Linked DNA regions of Mus musculus: region 2 is linked to region 1. A link is a contact called in public Hi-C data. All regions are on one chromosome and are shown on one strand. Each heading gives the region's core, a stretch centred on a gene start, on an enhancer-like site or on the middle of the called end of the contact. The rest is flanking DNA. Distances are from core to core; before and after follow the strand shown.

Region 1 (4,154 bases), core at 1,437-3,936:
GATGAGGAGGGGAGGACTAGGTGAGGGGGAAGGACTGGGTGGGGGGACTGGATGAGATGGGGGAGGACTGGATGAGAGGCCTCCGATTATCTTACTCCTTCTGCAGTCTTAGTGTGCGTAGATGAGAGACTTACAGGGTGATGTTGAGAGGTGATATGGATAAAAAGCTATTTTCAGCTTCAGTAAACAACTGTGTATGTGAACCAAAGAGACCCAAGTATGAACCTGGTTCTAGACAGTCTTCTTAGTGTCCTTGGGCTTGAGTTCCCTCTTGATCCATTTTATTTTACAAAAGGAGCTTTACCTTTGCTTGATTTATGGGATTTTTATTAGTTTTAAGTCTGATACTGGCAGCATCCATCAGAGAGTCCCCTCTCTGCCCATCTTCTACCCCCCCCCCCCCGTCCTCCATCTTCTTGTCCTCTTCTCTCATGCTCTCTCCCTCCCATCCTGTCCCCTCCTCTCCCCTACCATCCTCTATCGTTCCCCCCCCCCCCATCCATGCTCACCCTTGTTTCTAAGGGCGCCTCTGAAGAACTCACATGGGAAACAGTACGTGCCTGTCTACCTCAGTCTGCCGAGGGTGGAGCACTGGCAGTCATGACTGCCCCTCGCCTGGTGCTTCTCTACGCTTGCTTTCTCTTCCCTGTTCTTGTCTTAGTCTGTAGGAAGAAGGAGCCAGCACAGGAGAGCAGTGTCAGGCAGTGCAGCAGAAGCAGGCCTCCTGCCGCTTGGGACAACCACCACAGCTAAATGCTGCACACGTGCTAAGGACCCGGGGTTGGATGTGTTGAATGGAGACCGTTAGATTTCTTCATGTCAGCTAACTCCATTTCATCAAGGGCCGCATCACAGGCTGAGTACCATAGGAAATGAAGTGGGGCAGGGGTGAGCTCTCGGGCTGGATGAGCGCACGGCCATCCTCTTGACGCTTCCTGAGCTGTGTGCACTCACTACTGTGGTCCTGCCGTCTACCTAGCATCTTTAGGACCTTAGTCATGGATGATGTAAGCTGTCTGCATCTCCCATTACAGTTTGTCCCTCCTCACAAATGTGCCAACAGTTAGTTGTCCCTCTTCTGTCTTCTGCCACTGTCTTCCCGACAGTTTCTTGAAGATTACCAATCGTGTCTCTGAGATTACATCTGCAATTTCTTGCAGCAGGCTTGGGGTGTAACTCGTCTGAGCCAGAAGACTTGAAATCATTTAAATTGACTAGACACTCTCTCTCACTTCACCTATTTGGGACTTCAATTTTCTCTTTATTATGTTTGTTCTGCCATTTCTAATTTGAGGGCCAGTCTCCTTACCAATGAAGATGGAAGCAAACAGGCAACTTAGTACCTCTGTCCACTCTCCTTTAATGGCTTCTGAATCTCATTTGCTCACCTAGTACCGGACACCCTTCCTCTGCACCCCAGTGTCTGTGTCCATGTGTCTTAGACCAAGGCAGCTAAAATGAAATTCCATTGTCCTTTCTTCCCGCCCCACTTACCTCGCCTCAGCTCTCTCCCAGGATTCGCAGTCAGGGCAGTGGCTCCACACAGCTTTGCAGCAAGCCAAAGCCACAAGGCCTTCCCTGGCTTTGCTGCCCTCTCTTATTGCCCCCACTGCCCTGAAGTTCCAGCAGTGCTGCCTCCTAAGAACTCCCAGAGCTCTCTGTCTCCTGTGTCCCATGGTGGTGTCCGAGTGAAACCTCTGCAGTGTCACTTCTCTACCCGCTTCGCCACGTGACCCTCTCTTCCCACCACACCACTCCTGACTCCACTTCCCTAAGCAGGGGTGGCAAGCCCCAGGGACTGCCCTGTTAGAGACTCTTACAGCCTGGCCTCTGGTGTCTCGTCCTCAGGCCGCCCGAGCTGCTATGGTCAGGCTGTGCCTTTGCTATCCCATCATGTTGATCTCATCACGTACAATCTTACTCCCTTTGTACTCCCTCTTGGCTATTCCAGAATCCATTGTGGGAATAGTGGTCCAGCCTCCCATCATCCTCTGCGCCTCACTTAGTGAGGTTTCTATTGATCTGATAAAATACCATGGCTGAGAGCAACTGGGGATTAAAGGATTAATATCAGCTTCCAACTCTTGGGTCACACTGCATCACCCAGGGAAGTCTGGGCAGGAACCTTGAGGCAGGAACTGGAGAAGAGTCCACAGAGAGATGCTGTCTATGACTTGCTCCTCATGGCTTGCTCAGCTGCTTTTTTATACAACTTAGATCACTGGCCCAAGGGTAGTACTGCCCACAATGGGATGGCCTTCCCACGTCATTTGGTTATTAAGAAAATGTCCCACTGGGCAGTGATGGCGCATGCCTTTGATCCCAGCACTTGGGAGGCAGAGGCAGGCAGATTTCTGAGTTCGAGGCCAGCCTGGTCTACAGAGTGAGTTCCAGGACAGCCAGGGTTACACAGAGAAACCCTGTCTCGGAGAAAACAAAAAACAAAAAAAGAAAAGAAAATGTCCCAAAGGCACATCCACAGGCACCCATGTCCCCATCAGGCACCCCCACCAGCTGCAGAGCTCCTGTGTTGATTGTTACCTTGTTGACTCCCCCAGCCTTGCCTGCTTGCTGCATGAGGCCTGAGACAGCTCAGAGTTAAGTTTTGCTCTTAACAGGGTGAGTGTGCCCTGAGGTAGTCTTCCAGACAGAAGGGGATTACAGCAGGTTTAGGAGGAACTTTACAATTTTAGATCCAGCAGATCCCTAGGAGGTGGTTGCCATGGTGATAGCTCAAAGGAACAAGGGCTTGTCCTGGGGCATGACCACCCTGGCCTCCAGTGCTACCAAAGACGTGAATTCTGACTTTCTCAAGAAAAGTGTGTTACTAGGGCTCTGGGCAGGCAGAATGGGCCCACCTGGTCTCATCTAAGTGTGGGATGAAAATGGTTCCTGCAAACAATTTCATTTTTCCTGACTCAGAGGAGAGATGATGAGCAGGCACACAACCAGAGGCAGAATTGTATATCTCAGCACAGTGTGGCGCCTCTAACTTCCTGAAGGCCAGCTATTGTTTCTCCAGTAAGAAAATCCATTCAACCGGAGTGCTGTCTAACTAGCCAAGCATTCAGAGAGACACGTCTCGGTGAAGCTAACATTATGTTGTCAGGGACTGCATTTGCCTCTTCTGTGACATTATTAAGAGGAAAGGGAGGAGGTTTCCTGGCCACCAATGCCCGTGGACAACACTGGGTATCTTGGCAGGCTGCAGTTACGGCGGATGATGTACCCAGATAGACGTTTATTGATGTGAAACTAGATCAGTGGCCCCTTTCCCTGGGGATGGGTAATGGACCAGCTGTGGGTTGATTAGTCAGTAGCACTTGACCCACAGCTTCCACTGCTCATGATAACAAACTGGCTTTCCTAGTCACTGTGTCTGTAGCCACCCACAGTGCAAGTGCTACCAAGCCCAGAGTCGTGCTCCACAGAGAGGAGATTGCAGAGCTGGGAGCCTAGAAACCCACCTCCCTCTATCACATAAGCTTTGAAAACACATCTCTTTTCAGTTGGGGACTTCTCAGGCAAAGGTCTTCATTGTTGATGTTCATAATTCTTCTTGTGGTATGTAGTGTGCTATGGATAAGATCGTTCATTCTTTCCTTGCCCTTTGGCTGGGCAGGCAGGCAGGCAGAGCCAGGTTTCCTGGCAGAGAGAGTGCTTGGTCCTGTTAGTGTGCCTGACATGGGTAAGTGCCTGTGACACATCGTGGGAGGGCAGCTGGAGAGATGATCTCCACTCCCCCGTCCCTTCATTTTCTTTCATTCATTCAACAAACATCTTTTTTTCTTTGGATCATATCCTGTGGTAGATGCTAAGGAGTACTGCATTGAGTGGAGAAGCCAAGCACTGCATGCTCTTGGAGCTGGCACTGAGGACAGACAGACACAAGCAGGAAACAAGCATGCTTACAGTATGCTAAGCTCTTGGAAGTCAGGAGGAGGGGAGGAAGAGGAGGAGACAGAAGGGAGAGACAGTTGCGTTTCAGACTGGGTGGTCAGAGAAGGTTCTCTGAGAAGGAATGTTCGCAGAGCTGAAGGATGGTAAAGGAAGCACCATGGAGACTCAAGGAAGGTACTGAAGACAAGGTGCCAGGGACTGGAGAGGGGAGAGAACAGGAGGCAAGGCCTGGGAGATTGGGGGTGACAGCCAAG
Region 2 (3,926 bases), core at 1,087-3,586, 65 kb after region 1:
CATGGGAAGGAAGGGCCCCCCATCTTATGACGCAGGATGTCTGATTCCATCTGCAGCTGACCTGCTGTCACCCTCTCTAGCGACACTGGCGAGCTTTGGTGTGAATGTTCCTTACTACGTGCCTACGGGGAACAACTCCATCCTGTGTGCCAGGGAGGGCCCTGCCTGCCTGCCTGCCTGCCTGCCTGCCTGCCTGCCTGCCGTGCCTCCCCAGCTGGACTCTCCTCTTCTCTCACAGGAGCGTCTGACTGTATTGTGGCTTTCCTGTTCTGCTTCCTTCTGCTCTTCCTTTGCCTCTGTTATTCCCGAGAAATTTCCTCCACTTAAGTCTTCTAACCTCTTCGTTTAATTATTTATTTCAGCTGGTGTTCTTAATTTGCAGAAATATTTTCTTGTTTCAAAACAGCTCTCTTCATATCATTTTATTATTTCAGGGGAATCATGCTTTATTTTCTGTGAGGATAGCGGTTTTGTTGTACGGATTAAGTCATATCTATACCCACTGAGTCATTTTCTTCTCTGTTTGCCTCCAGCCTTTATGTACAGTCTTTTCTTGCTGGTGCTTGACAGATTGTTCACCTTTAAACAGCTTACATTGAGAAAGCTAGCTGGAAGTGTTCTGTCTGCAGATGGTCCTGTGGACACGTTCACAGTTACCAGGCAGGGCCTACTGTGTCCCTGGGAGACCCCTGCCACGCAGCCCGGACAGCACATCACTGCCTCCTGGTGGCTTTTTACTGGGATGCTTTTTGACCTGGGTATGACCAACTCCATTACATATACAGGGTGGGAGCTCAGCTGCCTCTACAGGGAGTCCCTAGTCATCTGTATCATCTGGGCAGCACCCCTTGGTTTCTCACACTGCTGGATTTTGCCAATGGTTCGCCTTTAACTGGGATCAGCTGGTGTCTGTTGCACCATAAGAATACAAGCTCCTAGAGAATGGGGGACCAGGAAATCCCACAGCTTGCTTATCCTGTCCTGCCTCAGCTCTCTATGGGGTTCACAGCACTGCCTTACTCCCAGACAAGTGTGGGTCCCAGAGCCAGGTGACAGAGTGGCTGTGACCCACACTTGTCACTCCTGTTGATGGGCTCTCATTGGGCCCTATTTTAGATCTCCGACTTGATATCCGTGATGGTTTGTAATCCTCACTCCTCAGCAGGGGCTTTAGAAAGATTGTCTTAAGCTCTTGTTTTCTGACTTGTTTAATCAGTACTGTGGAAACATCGCTTTCCTTTCTGAAGCTTGTGTGTGTGTGTGTGTGTGTGTGTGTGTGTGTGTGTGTGTGCACGCACGCGAGCACCCGTGCATTCGTGTGCGTGCATATGCATGTGTTGCTTACACCCTTGTGCATGTAGAAATCAAAAGAGAGCTTATAGGAGTCCTTTCTCCCCTTCCTGAGTTGCAGACTTAGCGTCATTACCCACTGAACCATCACTGCTCCAATAGAGCAGCAGAGAATCGTTCTCTCTCTCTGGTTTTTTGTTTTTTTTTTTTTTTTTTTTTTTTTTTTTTTTGGTGTTTTGAGACAGAGTTTCTCTGTGTAGCCCTGGCTGTCCTGGAACTCACTTTGTAGACCAGGCTGGCTTCGAACTCAGAAATCCGCCTGCCTCTGCCTCCCAATTGCCGGGATTAAAGGCGTGCGCCACCACTGCCTGGCTGGGATTTTTGATAGGTCATAAATCTCAAGTGAAGACCACATCTGTTTTCTGGCCCATTGCTCCTGTTCAGATCCTTCATCCAAGCCTAGATAATGCAGTCACAAATGTGTCCTCACCCAGGACAGGGAACCACCAAAGCCAGCATGGTGAACCAATGAGTTTTATTGGGGTTACTGCAGGAGCAGAAATGACTCAAAGACAGCTGCATCACCAGCTCCAGAGTAGTTGCCAGCTCACAGAGCTGGGAACCTGGAGTTCACTGCACAGCCAGTGGGCAGCTCAACAGGCTGGAGAATGTCTTTTCCAGACAGCTGAGGCAATCTGAGCCTCTTCTAGGCAGCTGAGTCTTCCAGTCAGTGTCTCTGATCAGTCCTTTCTGATTTATACACTCAGAGAGGGAAGGACCCTTTGAATCTGGTCAGTTTCAGGGATTTCCTGAAGCCTTTGAGTCGGTTACTTCCTGAACTTGAGCTTCCCTGAGGATGGAACTTAGAACTTCCCTCCAAGATGGAGGTTTGAAAGAATCGCTGCCCATCAACCTAGTTCTGGTTAGGGGAGCCATCGTGTCCCTTCCTGAGATGTGCTGCCCAGGCAGTGTGTCATCATGGCCATGAAGCCTATGGGAATGGCCCAGCCTCGGCTGGTCTGGCATCACGGTGCTGGGGTTTTTGCTTCTATGAGATCTTACTCCAAGCAGTGTTCTCTGAGGTCACACCGCAGTTATAAACAAGGCTCGAGTAACATTCCAAACCCCCCGTTTCCTCTCGGGGATTCACTGGAAGTTATTTTGACAAAGTCTAGGGAACACTCTGGAAGCTGGTGCAGGGCGGGGGTGGGGTGCTCATCTCTGAGTGCCCTGAGTGGGCTTCTTCCCACTTTGCTCTCTGGATCGGTGTCTGGTTCTGGTGGCAATGAGATCATATATTCAACTCTCAGGCCGTGTTAGTGGAAATGAAGTCTAATGTGATTAGATACTAATGCAATGTAATGGAGGATTGGTATTAAATTGAGACCTTCTGATCTTATTACTCCACAAACTCTGGCTCCCTCCTGATCAGCCGTTGCCCTGCCCAGAGCCCCAGGCCAGGCAGAAGCTGAAATGAAGAGAAGAGGGCACCTGTCTGCCAAGGACACTTAACAGGCTTTCGCTCAGGAGCTCCAGCAGAGGCACAGGTCTGACACTGGGCCTGCCTACAAGCCTGGAATCCTGGGCTCTGTGGGGCCTGGGAGGGCTCACATGCAGTCTTTACTTTAAGTCCAAAGTCTCTGGAGCAATGAGGCGCAGGGCTAGAAATACCCCTCCCACCCTGTCCTCCAAATGAGACCCAATGAAGGCTACAGCTGTTGTGTGTCCCAATCCCGGCCAGCTGGAACGTGTACCCAACCAACCTCCTTTAGGGCTGAGGCCAGAGTTCTGATGCCTCACACAGTCCCTAAATGCTAGGCTCAGAGCCACACTTGTGGGACCCCACAGCCATGCAGACTTCTCCTCACATGCAGTGTCCCATAGGAAAGTGAGAACTCACACCCACACCCACACGTGCACACACTGGGAAGCAGGGCAGAGAGGCGTGGGGGGGGGGAGGGCAGGTGAGTTGTCTTTATGTGTGAGTAATAGTGTTTTTACAGAGAGAGTAATTTTTCTTACTCTGTTTTCAAAAACCTGCTTCCAGAGGCAGAGGCTCTGTGCACAGGATGGTAATGACTTTTTAATGACCTTAAGAGGACTGGTGTCCGGGCAGCAGTGAATCCGGCTCAGTGGGAGGCGCATGGGGAGAAGGAAGATGGAGCACCTGAAACCAAGTGGGGAAGACCAACTGCAGATACATATATTTCCTTTGCTAGTATTGCTTGGTAATTAGACAATTACAGGAAACAGCTTCACAGCAGCTGGCATTTCCACAGTGGGAGGAGGGACGGCAGCAACCGTGGGCTCCTCACATGGATGATAGAAGACAGGACGGGAGCTTGCAGGCACAGTACATCCCATGAGGGCAGGAGCAGGGCTCCACCTGCGTGCCTAGTGGCTTCTAGGGAGCTAGTTCAGCCCAGACAGAGGAGGAGGACTTGTCTTTAGACTGTCTGTCTGGGTTGCAGCTGGGATGATGGTGACAGTCAATGGGTGATGTGCTTGCTGTGTGACCCTGAGGAGCCAAGCTTGGATCCTAGCACCCACTTAAAAGCCAGGCATAGCAGTGCATGCCTGAACTCCATGCTGCTGTGCAGGGAGGCAGGCAAGAGTCTGGAGCTCACTAGCTAGCT

Evidence for each region. A called contact is a pair of places that touch in the nucleus more often than the background predicts.
Region 2: a contact with region 1 is called in a Hi-C map of muscle stem cells, with 1.7 times the contacts expected there. The contact joins two enhancer-like sites. A contact is called at or near these places in 10 of 484 Hi-C or Micro-C datasets (brown adipocytes, cerebellar granule neurons, cortical neurons and 6 more), 2 of 115 datasets of contacts at active chromatin or transcription factors (both in embryonic stem cells) and 2 of 9 other capture datasets (adipose tissue and pancreatic islet).

What each region holds. Positions count from the first base shown.
Region 1 is chr17:30,295,218-30,299,371 of GRCm38.p6, reverse strand. The region is part of intron 8 of Btbd9 (BTB (POZ) domain containing 9); the gene reads left to right. Among named protein-coding and RNA genes, the nearest start is that of Btbd9, 280 kb to the left of the region's middle. Within about 2 kb of position 2,686, at least 14 of the 459 cell types and tissues checked have an H3K27ac peak or open chromatin away from gene starts, as enhancers often do. A contact at or near this core is called in muscle stem cells, where this site is marked.
Region 2 is chr17:30,229,676-30,233,601 of GRCm38.p6, reverse strand. All of the region lies in intron 9 of Btbd9 (BTB (POZ) domain containing 9), which reads left to right. Among named protein-coding and RNA genes, the nearest start is that of Zfand3, 230 kb to the right of the region's middle. Within about 2 kb of position 2,336, at least 4 of the 459 cell types and tissues checked have an H3K27ac peak or open chromatin away from gene starts, as enhancers often do. A contact at or near this core is called in muscle stem cells, where this site is marked.